Linked DNA regions of Mus musculus: all the other regions are linked to region 3. Evidence: chromatin contacts called from public Hi-C and promoter capture Hi-C data. All regions are on one chromosome and are shown on one strand. Each heading gives the region's core, a stretch centred on a gene start, on an enhancer-like site or on the middle of the called end of the contact. The rest is flanking DNA. Distances are from core to core; before and after follow the strand shown. Region 1 holds the start of Syt17 (synaptotagmin XVII). Region 2 holds the start of Coq7 (demethyl-Q 7). Region 3 has its middle 12 kb from the start of Itpripl2.

The links. Promoter capture Hi-C pulls out the DNA fragments that hold promoters and counts their contacts. A called contact is a pair of places that touch in the nucleus more often than the background predicts.
Region 1: a contact with region 3 is called in a Hi-C map of embryonic fibroblasts, with 2.5 times the contacts expected there. The contact joins the promoter of Syt17 here to the enhancer-like site in region 3. A contact is called at or near these places in 22 of 39 promoter capture datasets (the 3T3-L1 cell line, 3T3-L1-derived adipocytes, the C10 cell line and 14 more), 1 of 15 datasets of contacts at CTCF or cohesin (the NIH/3T3 cell line), 23 of 484 Hi-C or Micro-C datasets (the 3T3-L1 cell line, 3T3-L1-derived adipocytes, the C10 cell line and 13 more), 8 of 115 datasets of contacts at active chromatin or transcription factors (CD8 T cells, cardiomyocytes, embryonic fibroblasts and 3 more) and 3 of 9 other capture datasets (adipose tissue, liver and pancreatic islet).
Region 2: a contact with region 3 is called in a promoter capture Hi-C map of macrophages, with 7 read pairs. The contact joins the promoter of Coq7 here to the enhancer-like site in region 3. A contact is called at or near these places in 14 of 39 promoter capture datasets (the 3T3-L1 cell line, 3T3-L1-derived adipocytes, the C10 cell line and 10 more), 1 of 15 datasets of contacts at CTCF or cohesin (the NIH/3T3 cell line), 10 of 484 Hi-C or Micro-C datasets (the MNK3 cell line, the N1E-115 cell line, Th1 cells and 6 more), 8 of 115 datasets of contacts at active chromatin or transcription factors (bone marrow-derived macrophages, embryonic fibroblasts, embryonic stem cells and 5 more) and 3 of 9 other capture datasets (adipose tissue, liver and pancreatic islet).

What each region holds. Positions count from the first base shown.
Region 1 is chr7:118,441,868-118,446,263 of GRCm38.p6, reverse strand. Syt17 (synaptotagmin XVII) reads left to right here and starts at 2,704. Exons shown (of 8, transcript NM_138649.2): 1 at 2,704-2,918; 2 at 3,128-3,145; 3 at 3,768-3,916. The coding sequence starts at 2,916.
Region 2 is chr7:118,532,070-118,536,141 of GRCm38.p6, reverse strand. Coq7 (demethyl-Q 7) reads left to right here and starts at 2,786. Exons shown (of 6, transcript NM_009940.3): 1 at 2,786-2,963. The coding sequence starts at 2,891. It overlaps Tmc7 (transmembrane channel-like gene family 7), which reads left to right. Exons shown (of 16, transcript NM_172476.4): 16 at 1-298.
Region 3 is chr7:118,477,279-118,481,763 of GRCm38.p6, reverse strand. No RefSeq gene overlaps it. Among named protein-coding and RNA genes, the nearest start is that of Itpripl2, 12 kb to the left of the region's middle. Within about 2 kb of position 2,498, at least 101 of the 459 cell types and tissues checked have an H3K27ac peak or open chromatin away from gene starts, as enhancers often do. A contact at or near this core is called in the C2C12 cell line, CD8 T cells, the N1E-115 cell line and 14 more, where this site is marked.

The DNA of each region.
Region 1 (4,396 bases), core at 1,455-3,954, 36 kb after region 3:
GAAAAAAAAAAAAAAAAAAAGCAAGCACAAAGGGAGGTCAGAGAGTGGGCATGGCTATGCACCCACAAAGCTTTATTTATTTTGGTCAATGAGTTTCAGGGCCTTTCTGAAAGTCAGGAAATACACGGGTCCTTCTCTGTTGGAGGGACATGTACCAGCCTGCGGTAGGGCTGGTTAGAGGGAGCTGGAGTCTTCTGAACTCTGTCTCCTCTGTGTTCCCTCTGTGTGCCCGGGATTTTCTCTTTATGATTCCCAGCTTGAATCACTTCTCCACCCGCATCAGAAGAGTTAACCCAGAGGATGTGACAAGGCAGAATGAGACCCTGGACTTGAGGCTTCTTTTCTGTCCCCGTGGTCTCCACCTTGGGTTGCTCCTGGGCCACCACCATCTTGCACCTGAGCTTTGAGAAAGATGGGTGCCATCGAGGGAGCTTACAGTGGCTCTTCTGTGTTCATCAAGGCTGTATAAAAGGCTAAATGGGTCTCTTTGGCCCACCCATGTCCCAAGGACACACCTGTAAATTGCCAGAACGTCCTAGACGGCTGGAACGTAATAGTTTACATCCAAATTCTCACTTTGGGGTGCTTAGGGGGAACTGGAGGATGGGGAGGATCAAACACACCAGGGCACGTGCGGCAGAACGGCTCTGGGAGTCAGCTCTCTCCTTCCATCCTGTGGGTCCTGGGGGCTTAACTCAGATCACTGGGTTTGGTGATAAGCACCTTACACTCAGCCAGCCCACATGACCTCCCTTGGTTTTTGTTTGTTTGTTGTTTGTTTTGTTTTGTTTTTGAAACACAGTCTAGTCCAGGCTGACCTCCAATTCACAACCTCCCTGTCTCAGACTCCTGGAGCCAAGATGATGGGTACACACAATGCGGTACTTAGCTTATGTCAAAAATCTTTAAGCCCTTTTTCATGCTAGCCCCACTTGGTACCTAGGGGAAATCGCCTTGTCTCAGAAGCCACAGAGAAGTTGTATTTACTTTGAGGTTGGGAGCCATACAGCATTTTCATACCAAGGGTCCTGTCTCATAAAAAAAAAAATGACCCAGGCTCAGAGCCCACCTCCTTCCCAACTCACTAGGGCATATGCTCTGTGGCCCACCGTACTCTGTGCTCTGCTGAGTTTGAGCTTTGGAGGATCTGTGGTTAGTGAGTGCCCTTAAGTGCTTTCCCAGGAGGCAGTCCATGGCACTTCCAGGAGCTTGAGTTTTAAAAGTTAATAGAGCCACCACCTGTGCTATTATTAATTGATTTTTTTAAATGTTTATTTTAGAATTGGACCTTTTTGACTTGAGTTCAAACCCCCTGCACCCATGTAAGAGCCGAGTGTGGTAGTGTGTTACCCTAGCGCCGGGGAGTCCGAGACAGGGGGACTCAGTGGCTCACTGGCCAACCAGCCTTGTGTTGATGAGCTCCACATTCTGTCCTGGTCCAGACCCTGTGTCCAAAAAAAAAATCAGGCAGAGCAACTGAGGAAGGCACCTGACACTAACCTGTTCTCCACATACAGGTGTGCACAGTTACGTACAGGAAAATGTACGTATGCCACATGTGTACATGTGTATACACAAATACACGGGAAAAATAAACTCTCTCTCTCTCTTTTTTTTTTTAATTTTAACTTACAAAAAAAAAATCCAGTCGGGAATGACAGTATATATCTATAATCTCAGAACTTGGGAGGGTAAAGCAGGAGAATGAAGAGTTCTGGGCTCACCTGAGCCACAGGTTACCCCATCTCAGAACAGCCAGCAAGCAACCAAGCATATACGAGGTCTGTGAAGAAAACTGCAACCCATGGGCAAAGGGAGCCAGGATCATATGTTGGAGGCAGAAGGCAGCTGGAAAAAATAACACAAGGGGAAGGGCTAGAGTATTAAATCTGAGCTGGACTGGGCTATCTCCAGCCTTAGAGGGCTCGCCTTGATTTGTTTACGAGGAAGGGTGGGAGTGAGCAAGAGCCAAGAAGATGTTAACATCTGGGAAGAAACCCAGACGGTCTCCTCCTTACTGGCTCCCTGTGCACCCCAAAGCCCTGACTTGGGCTGCACCTCCCTTTCCGTCTAGGATCTGTCTTAAGCTGGTCATGAGGATTTGACACCTGCCAAGTGGGTTAATACCACCATGTTTCCTTTTAAATCATGAAATCCCGGGTCTGTAAAAAAAAAAAAAAAAAAAAAAAAAAAAAATGGCTTAGCTGGCAAAAGCGCTTGCCACAAAGTCTGATGACCTAAGTTTGATCCTTGGAACCAGGTGGAGGAGGTTAGAGGATGGTCTCCTGAGACTCATCCTCTGACCTCCACATGGTGTCGTGGATGTGTGTGAATGCACACACACACACACACCCACACACACACACACACACACACAGAGAGAGACACACAGAAGAAATGTTATAATTTTTCAAAAGAAAATAAATCCTGGGTCCATAGAGGAGTCCTTCTTGGAAGAAGAGGAGGGGGCTTAGAGCTCAGGAACCTATGGGGAGAAGATGGGGTAAGGGGTGGAACCACACCAGGGAGGGAGGATCAGCTCCTGGCTCCCTCCCAGCCCCTCCCCCATTTGTGGGTGGTCGAAGGATGCTCTCTACCAGCAGGATTGGAGCAGGATTGGAAGGTAGGGCCCTGGCAGGGGCGGGGGAGTCAGCCTGTCAGTTTAGCTAATCAGGCCCTCTTGGGTTGGCTTCTGGCTATTTCAGTCTGAGAAGGTTTTCGAGTCCCCCAAAGTGTGGCTGTGTGCTGAGTAGCATGACGAGCTATCTACCCGCTCTGATTCATAACAGCACACGGTGCACATCAAATGGAAACGCTCACAGTTCCCGTTTATTCGCTGTTAGTTAACCAAGAGGCTCCCAGCAGCCCTGCAAACATAGCCATACCTTGGTAGTAAAGTCAGCTCCCTCCCCAAAATGGTGAGTGCGAAGGAAGACGCGGGCTGCTTTCTGTTGTTTTTGTCTTGCTGTTCTTTGAGTTGCTGGAATATTGCTAAACTGGTCTCTCTCTCTCTCTCTCTCTCTCTCTCTCTCTCTCTCTCTCTCTCTCTCTCTCTCTCTCCCTCTCTCTCTCTCTCTCTCTCCCACCCGCCCAACCCTGGCTTCACCGTGGCTCTCTAAAAGGGCAGTTGGAACCACTGAACGAGGTGGGTTAATTCAATCATCTGTTTGGTCTGGATTCTAATCAAATGCTTGCCTTTCCGTTTGGAGTCTGGTGTGGGGCTGGGGCATGATTGAGTACTGAGTCACAGGGTATTAAGAAGGGTACAGTTTCTATTCCCTTCTACCAAAAGGGAGACCCTGACAAAAGGGGCATTGCTGGACAGACAGCGTGTGTGTCCCAACTCAACCGGTCTCCCCCAGTTTAGTTGCATGTCCCTGGGGCTATTTTTCCTGAAGTATCTTTTTCTCTTTTGCCAGGAGAGAACCCTATGCATTGTGTGTTTGAGAACATATTGTCTGGCCCTCTCTATGTTGTGATAACCACCCACCTGTCAAGAAAGGCACACACATACACTACCAAGGCAAACACCTGCAAGCGCTCGGCTTGCTCCAAGTATCTGCAGCCACTTCTGTTTGCTGTCCCGTATGCCACAGTGCATAAATAAGAGAGAAAAAAAATTTTTTTTTCTTCTACCAGCAATTCTGCTCTGGGAATTTTCATTTATCTGGGAATTTATTTATCATGGGTGGGGCAATCCCAGATGGGCTGTTTATAATTTGGGGTGTTCTCTCTCTCTCTCTGCCCCCCCCCCGCAATGGCCCCAGGGCTTGCTTTCTAGAATCTCTGACGTGCTGCTGTGCGGCTGGACTTGCCAACACTGCTGTCAGAGGTGCTATGAGTCCAGCTGCTGCCAGTCCAGTGAAGATGAAGTGGAGATCTTGGGGCCTTTCCCTGCCCAGACTCCTCCATGGCTGTGAGTACCCCGCTTGGGAGTTTACCTCCCAGCAGCCTCTCCCCTGGAGGGTGGGCAGGGTGGGGGATACACTGAGTTTCCATGGACATAACCAAGAAGGGCCTCTTTATGCCCCCTCATTTGTGGGCAAGCTGGTGCGACCAGCTGGTGGTGAGGCTCCTGCTCACACCAAGCTTCTGAGATGCTAGCCGGGTGATGCTAATCTTGGGGACACTTTAAGTAGTCTAAGTATCCAAGCAGAAAAGGATCTGTGTTCTGTTTTGAAGAACTTTGAGAAGGTAGCAGTGTCTAAGTGCCTCCTTCCCAGGCAGCATGGCAGACTGACATAAGGCCCAGCCCCAGGCCTGCACCAAGTATGTGCTTGGTGAATCTGAGCTGCTAGCACCTTTCTGATGCTGCTTTTGGCTGGCCTGAACAAGGCCTTATAACCCCAGGAAAGGATGCCCAAGCCCATGCATACTGCATCTGGTGCTGGCGGTG
Region 2 (4,072 bases), core at 1,537-4,036, 54 kb before region 3:
GGTTGTCCTCAAACCCACAGACGCTCTTCATCACTGGTTAAGTGATGAAGAGAACTGCAATACTCAGTAAAGTTGCTCTTTGTCACTGCAGTTAGAGGAAGTAGCATTTTGACATCGATGGATGTGTTAGATGAGTCTTGTCTCCTCTTGGCTATTAAGAAGCCAAAGAAAAGCAGGTTTGTGTGTTTTGAACGTCAAAGACAATATCTTAAGCATTTTATATCTTGCTACCATTGAAAGCCACTGTTTGTATTTATTTTAATATTCTATAAATATATAATAAATATTGAAAGTAGCTATATATGTGTTGGGTGCGTGTTGTGAATACATATTTTTTAATTTCTCCTTAATAACATCTTGATGTTCTCTCCAAGTAGCTCCCTTTTGTAATGGCCATCTAGCCTTCCACAGTGGTAACACACATTTCCAGTAACTATGCAGTCACTGGTGGGTACTTGAAGTAGGTATTGTCATTCTTCCCCCATAGGAACACTGGGAAATTGAACTTTAAAAGCCTTTGCAAACATTTTCACTTCCCGTCTGCTACTATAGGCTCCGGTTCTGTTTTTCTTTCTCCCTTCTCTTTCCCCTTCCTCTCTTTTCTATTCTCTCTCCCCTCTGTCTGTCTGTCTGCCTGTCTGTCTATCTGTCTGTTTCTCTCTCTCCTTCTTTCTCTCTCTCTCCCTCTCTATTTCTTTCTGGCAGAGCAGACCTGCAGGTTCTCGCAGCCACGAAATGTTCTCATCTCAGTGAAGGAGAATCCAGTTAGACAGGTCTTTACTTTGCATTAACTGTTAAGTTGGCAAATCAGACCTCACAGCCAAAAATCTGATGGCAGCTAGCCACTATGCTCTAAGTATTTGCGAACAGAAGAATTCATTTTTTCCTGGGTGGTACAAGATCTGACCGTGTGAGAACTTCTGAACACATCTTTACTCTGTAGAGTGAGGCTTTACCAGAAACCTGTCCAGAGCATGAGAGGTACTTGAAACATGGGACATGCTCTTTGCTGTGTGACTGTGAACAAATTCCTTCACCTTCAGAGACAGTTCCCTTACACTTAAAATACAAAACTAAGACAAACTTGCTTTTATATTTCAGAATTTGATTATGGAATCACATATTCTTCGTTGTCTTTTGAAAATATGAAAGTGCTTACTATAAAGTATGAGAACATTGAAAACCACAGAGAAAAATCAAAATTACACATAAGCACACAAGTTTTTTTTAAAGAGGCACCAAAGGCCAGCCTGGATGACACAGCAAGTTGAAAGTCATCTGGATACAGGGTGAAATTCTTGTCTCATAACCAGAGTGGGGGAAGGGGAAGAGGGAGGAGGAAGGGAAAGAGAGAGAGAAAGAGAAAAAGAGAGAGGAGAGAGAAGGGAGAAGAAAGCAAGCAAGCACAAATGGAGGGAAGAAAGAAAATGTAGTAGTCTCATATTTTCCACTTAAATGTTCTATTTTATCCAAAGTTCTTTCAAAGTTCATTGTTCTAACACCCCTGGAAGCTCCAGAGGCCAAAGCAGCCATTTCACCAGTTTAAGGCAAGCCTGAGTGACATAATCAGATCTGAACTCGTCATTACATCCATTTCAGGGAGCTGCTAACTGTGCTCATGAGTCATAGTTTGTTAGCATTCTCTTGATGGTAACCTTTTTAAAAAACATGTATTTGTCTGTGTGTCACATGTGCAGAGAGTCCGGAGGAGAGTGCTGGGTCACTTGGAACTGGAGTTACAGGCCGTTGTTAGCTTCCTGCTGTGGCTTCTGGGAATCAAACCCAGGTCCTCTACAGGAGCAAGAAGTGTTCTCAACTTCTGAGCTCTCTCTAGCTCCAATTTTTTAACACTTCCAAAAATTTCCAGTAATAACTAGGACATACACCTCAACATTCTTTTATCTCTTTAGGACAGATCTAGAAGTGGAATGCACGGGAAAGGTTCTGAACATTTGAAGGCTTTGAGAGCCAGATTTAGGTTGAGTATTCCACAGGAATATTTAAGTACCCTCACTGCCGCTAAGGCCCAGTACTTGGGCTCGTCTTAATTTTAAGTTACTGTAGTATACTAATTGAACACTATAATTATATAGAATGGGTTAGTAGTTTCATTTATTTTACAGTAGCTATGAATCAAATACCCGCCCCCCTCCCGCCAAGGGTGCAAACTCTAGTTTTCCTAAAGCCACAGTCTCTAGTGGTCCTATAATAGGCACTGATTATCCTTGCAGGTATGGTTTTTCCCCTTATATACTTATCTGACTTGAAAATTTATTTCTATTGGCTAGATCCTAGCTGTCATATTAATGGATATGCACTTTAAAATGTTTAATGTATGTTACTAAATTTTCCTTCCCTCAACACACAGCTATGTTCATCACTAATGTGCACTAGGCCATGAATAATCCAGTAAAGGATGAACAATGAAGCAAATCTCAATATAAAAATTGAGAAGGAACGGAAAGTAACGGGAAACAAACTGGGAAACCCACAATTACACCGAAAACTGGCATGTTTTACCAGGTAATTGCTGACTTTCAGGTGTAAATCGGCTCTTAATAGAGAAAAATAATCTCCATAACGTGGAGGAAACAACAGTGACCTGCGGGTCGCCTTTCCAAGACAGGGAGAAACCCTAACCTAAAATGCCTCTCCAGGGCAGCTCTGCATCAACCCTAAGAGCCGACCGGGCGCCTTCACGACGTTACAATGATCGACAGGGGGAAGACCCAATAGAGTACGTGAATCGGTCATTTCTAACCAATCGGGTGTAATCCAGGGCCTAGGGGCGTTTCCTCTGGCTCTCGGTCCGCGGCATCTATGCGTCATCACCCTGAGTCGAGAGCACGATTGGCGGGGCGTTTGGACCATAGCTGCATTGTCCGCAGCGATGAGCGCCGCCGGAGCCATAGCGGCTGCTTCCGTGGGACGCCTGCGCACTGGTGTCCGGAGGCCCTTCTCAGGTACCGGCCGTTCGGGGTCGTGGTTCGGCGCGGGGCTCTTCGCCGGTGACTATTTGCAGTGGAGGTCACGGATGTCACGGGGAGGACGTCTATACGTCACAAGCGCGCGACATGGGGGTGGGGTTTGTAGTACGTCTAGTTGATTGATAGGAACGGGTGAACTTCTGCAGGATGCCCTGCCGGGGAACAAGTGATTACCAGCCTGTGATGTGACGTCAGTGCAAGTGTGGAACTTGAGTGTCCTGCAGTGTCCCTCCGGTCTCCACTCGGGACTTTCTCAAGCAAAGTAGCCTTCCGACGACAGCATCAATCTGTTATAAATGCAGATTTTCGGGTCCCCCTCATTATCCACTGGATTGATAGGTTTTAGAGTTTTAAAAAGTGTGTGTGTGTGTGTGTGTGTGTGTGTGTGTGCGCGCGCGCGCGCGCGTGCGTGCGCACAATAATTAAATTCTAGAGAGGCCAGAATTGGGGTTTGAATCTGCAACTAGAGTAACAGGCAGTTTGTGAATCCCTATATATGGGTGCTGGGAGCCCAACTCAAGTCATTTGCAAGTGCAGTACACATTCTTAACTGCTGAGCCTTCTTTTGAGCCGTAGAGTCTCTGTTTTTATCAAGCCTCTCATGGGACTGTTTGTATTGCAAAATATGGTAAGCTTTGAATTTGGAATGGAGAGAGGTAGGTTTGGATTCAGGTCTGATTCATCCGAGCTGCCCCAGAAAATCGTGGTCATTTTCTCGAAACTAAATCTTCAAGCATTAGATTTCTATTTTGCCTGAAGGCAATATTGTTTGGAGGTTTGAGATGTGTTTTTGTTTAACTACAACTTATTAAGTAATTTAATTGAAACTACATCCTTTTGGTAAATAATAAGCCAGAATTGTCTGCCCCCAAATGGATGAGTAATCACACACACACACACACCACCACCACCACCACCAATACCATGAGAACAGCTATGAAACTTCATTAGATATTGTTGTGTGTGCCTTCCAAGGCTTGAGTCCAAGGTTGTTTTTCTTTCTGGAAGAGAAGAGTGCTTAGCAAGTGTTTGGATATTTTTCAAGACATGCCAGTTATAGAGATGTTTTCCTTGGTGATAAATGG
Region 3 (4,485 bases), core at 1,249-3,748:
TGTTTAACATAGGTCCTGGTGACAGAACTCGCGTTCTCATGAAACCAAGGCAAACATTTTAACCATAGAAGAAGAACAGGTCACTGCCCAGCTCCTGGCCACCGTTTATCTCACTCTCTTCCTCTTTAGGTGCAGTGACTCTGAGCTGGCCCTGAAGAGGAAATTCAAGTCCATTGAGTCACCTTTCACTGAAGCCAGGGGGAAAAACCCAGAAATCCCTTTGCCTTCCAGACCCAACCAGAAGCTTTTAAGGACCTAATCTCTTGAAAGATGTTTATCTTCATGGCTTATTTAATCATTAGTCACTTCAAATCAGGAGCTAGGCCTCTAATGAGTGGCCCTCGATACCTTATCAAAATGAAAGCATCAAAACATTCCTGCCGTGGAGACAACGGCTAAGGCTCTGGGGATGAGCCGCCGCCTTCTGAATCTCAAGGGCAAGAAACTGCAGACTGAAGACACTGCCTCACATGTCTCAGATGTCACATGGGCAAAGGCTGTGTGAGTCCCATGCTTTTCCTGATAAATACCGTTAATTTTCCATATCTATGACTTGCACAGCTGTGACTTCAACCATCCACAGAGCCAAGATTCAGGGAAAAAAACAAAAACTAAGTCTGGAGGCCAGCAAGACAGCTCAGCAAGTAAAACTCTTGCCCAGAAAGCCTGCTGAGAACCGGCTCTTAAAAGTTGCCCTCTGATCTTCACCTACACACTTGTGGCATGCTCATACCCACATGTATACATACATGCACACATACAATAGTAATACACTTAGAAAATTATATCTGAGGTTGGCAAGATGGCTCCCCTGATAAAGGTGCTTAGACTGCCAAGCCAAGCTGACCCTGGCAACCCAGAAAGGGCTGCTTTCTGAACATTGATCTCTGACCTCTACATGTATGCTGTGGAACACATGGATATAAAGAACATGGGAGACGTTCATAGTTTGGGAGAGAAAGGACCTCACTCTGTAGCTCTGGCTCACCTAGAACTGGGTGTCCCAAATGCTAGGATTACAGGCATAGTCACAGTGTCCATTCAGTTGTTGTTGTTTTTCTTGCCATTGAATGCAGAAGACGTGGGCATCCGCAGTTTGGGTGGGTCTTGGCGTGGGTCTTGGCGTGGGTCTTAGAACTGATCACTCAAGGCTGCCGAGGTGCTATTTGACCTGGTTTTCAGAAGCCAGCTAGTTAGTAGTGATCTGTTTTTTCCAAGTCTTCAGAGAGCATTGGGACTTCCTCTGCATATTCACAGATACTTGAAACTGCCCTCAGAGTCTGAACTCTCTAAAGCAGAGGCGCTTCCACACGCTTGCTAGCTATGAGTAATCCTCTACTTCAAAGTCCCCTGTAGGTGCACAGGGCCAAGTAACCAATTATATGCAATGGGCAGGGAGCAGAAGAGACATATGCTTGGCCCTGCAGGGACAATAACAGTGACCAGTTACAACAACAGCATCTTAAATTGCAACTGAGTCACTGACACATAATCACTGCCTGTAAGTCACAGGAATTATATTTAGATGGCCGAGAAGTCGGCCTTTGTGATGTCAGGCTTCTGAAGCTAAACATTGGGGTTTCTTGTCCCTACAGCACAGCCTAACTTAGCCTAACCTAACCTAACTGATGGCTCAGGATGTTGCATTGGCCCAGCAGTTCTCAACCTGGGGGTCACAATCCCTTTATGGATCGAACAATCCTTCCCTTTCACAGGGGTAGCCTAAGGTCACTGGGGGGGGGGGAGGAACAAATATTTATATTATGACTCATAACAGTGCAAATTTACAGTTATGAAGTAGTAGCAAAAATAATTTTATGGTTGGGGTCACCACAACACAAGGATCTGTATTAAAGGGTCACAGCACAAGGAAGGCTGGGAACCGCTGCTTTAGAGGATCTCTTTGGAAGCTGAGAAGTAAATCTCAAATATCAATATATCAAATAAATATATTAGCCCTGTGCAGAGGACAGGATGGAATGGTTAGCAGACAGAACCTCCCGTGTCTGCAGCTTACGCACGGCTGGCTAGAAAGATTGTTATCAGACACGGGGCCAATAAAGGTGCATGCTTTGAGGCAAAGGAACAGGTTTCTATGACATCATAAATGAACCTAGCATAGCCCAGAGGTGTCGGGGATGACATCTCAAAAGTCTGGAATCCCAGAAGAACACTGAAGGTCTGTCTCAGGGAGCAGCCTTGGGAATGCTTCATAAGCGCAAAGCTCTGCGTCAAACATTTGACATCCACAGTTCTCACTACTGCTACTGTCCCAGGAGGTGGCTCTAGGAGCCACCCCACTTTACCAATAAGGAGCTCTTGGCTCAGCAGAATGAAGTCATAGGCCCCAAGGAAGTACACGTCAGGTTTTGAACCCACATCCTCAGGCTCGCTTAAAAAAAAAAAAGCCAACTCTCAGTAGCTCCTGTGTTCCTAGTTCTTTAAACTCATCCAGAGAAATGACTCAAGCAGGAAGTTACCCTATGAGAGTCCCAGGGGGAGGATCAAAATGAAACTTGCAGTCCAGTGTCCACAATCGCCCTGCAGGAGGGGCATACAGCCCTCTCCCAGTCTCTCTTTAAAAGCTCCCTGGTTCCTTTTCATTTTTACAGCTTCTTCTCCCCACCCCTGGCCCCAGGGTGATTTCATTTCTCTTTTAGCAGATGGGGGAAAGCGTGGGCGGCTGGCCCTACAGTAGCCCAGCCACTGGCCTTCTTCCCCTCCAGACTTAATCCAGAGACAAACAAGAAGGACACAGCAGCTGTCTCTTCTCTTGGCTTCCTCTGATGCCTCCTTTTCTCCTTGCTACAGAAGCAGGAAGTCCTTGGATCACTATGTTGAAATGTTGCCTGGGTTAAGCTCATTGCTTTTCCTTACAGAACCCAACAGGGACATACTGACACCTAATCAGATATATGTTTCTCATGGAGATGTATCGCACAGGCTCATGTGTATGCATGCATGTCACACATATTCAACAACTGTTTAGATAGAATAAACCTTAGCCTGCCAGCCACTGTCAATAAAGGTTTATTCAAACACTCATTCCCTAACATCTCATCTGTGAGTGCTTTTGGTACTAAATGTGCCGAAAGTGACCTTATTATCTATGATTTTCAAAACCTAAAGTATTTATTATTTGCCTCTCAACAGGAAAAGTAAGCCTGGTTCTTGCTCCTCCTCCTAGTGTTCTGTGAGGTGCCTGCTACTTATAGGCTTGTAACAAAACACCTTAAAATGTAGCTGCTCACGCCCCACTGTAAGGGCTGGGAGATGCCAAAGTCAGTAAAATGCCTGCCAAAGGGGCTTGAGGAGCCATGTAAGACCAGGGTGTGGTAGTGCCTGTAGCCCCAATGAATGGCAGTGCATGCTCATAACTCCAGCTCTGGGAAGGTGGGAATAGGCAGACCCCCAGGCAGACCTCAGATGCACTCTCTCCAAACACACACACCACCACCACCACCACCACCACCACCACCACCACCACCACCATTGTGGCTTCTCTCATGATTCTGCATGTTGACCAAGCTGGGCCAGGCAGTATAGCTATCCATGACATAAGATCTGAAGCCAGGGCACCTCTGTTCACTTCCCTCATGTGGAGGAAACTGCCAATCACAGATGAGCTCAGCCTGTGTTCCTGGGTGGCCGAGAAGCCTCTGAGTTAGTGGTGCCTGTTGACCAGCCTTTGTGGAAAGTCGCAGCACAGTGGTGCTCCACAGTGTCTCCGGAATGAATGGGCTATAGGTGCCTATTCAGTGGTGATGTATTGGGTATGTGTGTGCAAAAGTATGTAGCAATGTGTGTGTATATGTATCTATCTGTGTACTTTCTGTATGTGTAGGTACTTATATGTGTGTATACTTGTATGTGTATGTATATCTGTGTATCTTCTCTATGTGTATGTACTTGTATGTGTTTGTATATCTGTGTGTGTATATCTCTGTGTGTGTGTTTGTATATCTGTGTACTTTCTGTATGTGTGTGTACTTGTATGTGTATGCATATCTGTATGTGTTTGTATATGTGTAAAATATATCTGTGTGCATACATCTCTCTTTGTCTCTGTCTTTCCCTGTCTCTGTTTCTCTCCCTCTCCCCAAACCCTCTGTGTATGCGTGTGTAGGTTACCCTATGGCTCTAGTTCTACTCAGCTAGTCTGCTGGGCCAAGGACCTTTAGAAAGCTGCCTGCTCTCCATTTCCAGTGCTGAGATTACACTATGTGCCCAGCTTTTCACTGCATCTGAACTGGGGCCCTCATTGCTTGCTCAGAAGCATTTTTACCTACCGAGCCATCTCCCCGGTCCCCTGATATTCTTTATAAAGTATCCATCTCAAATATTTTGTTATGGAAACAGAGCACCTACTTAAACACTAGTCAGATTCAACCTTTTTTTAAACTAATTAACTTGTAGTTCAGGAGATCAAACCAGGGCCTGCCTGCTACATGAGTGCTTTCCCACAGAGCTAAATCTCCAGCCTCA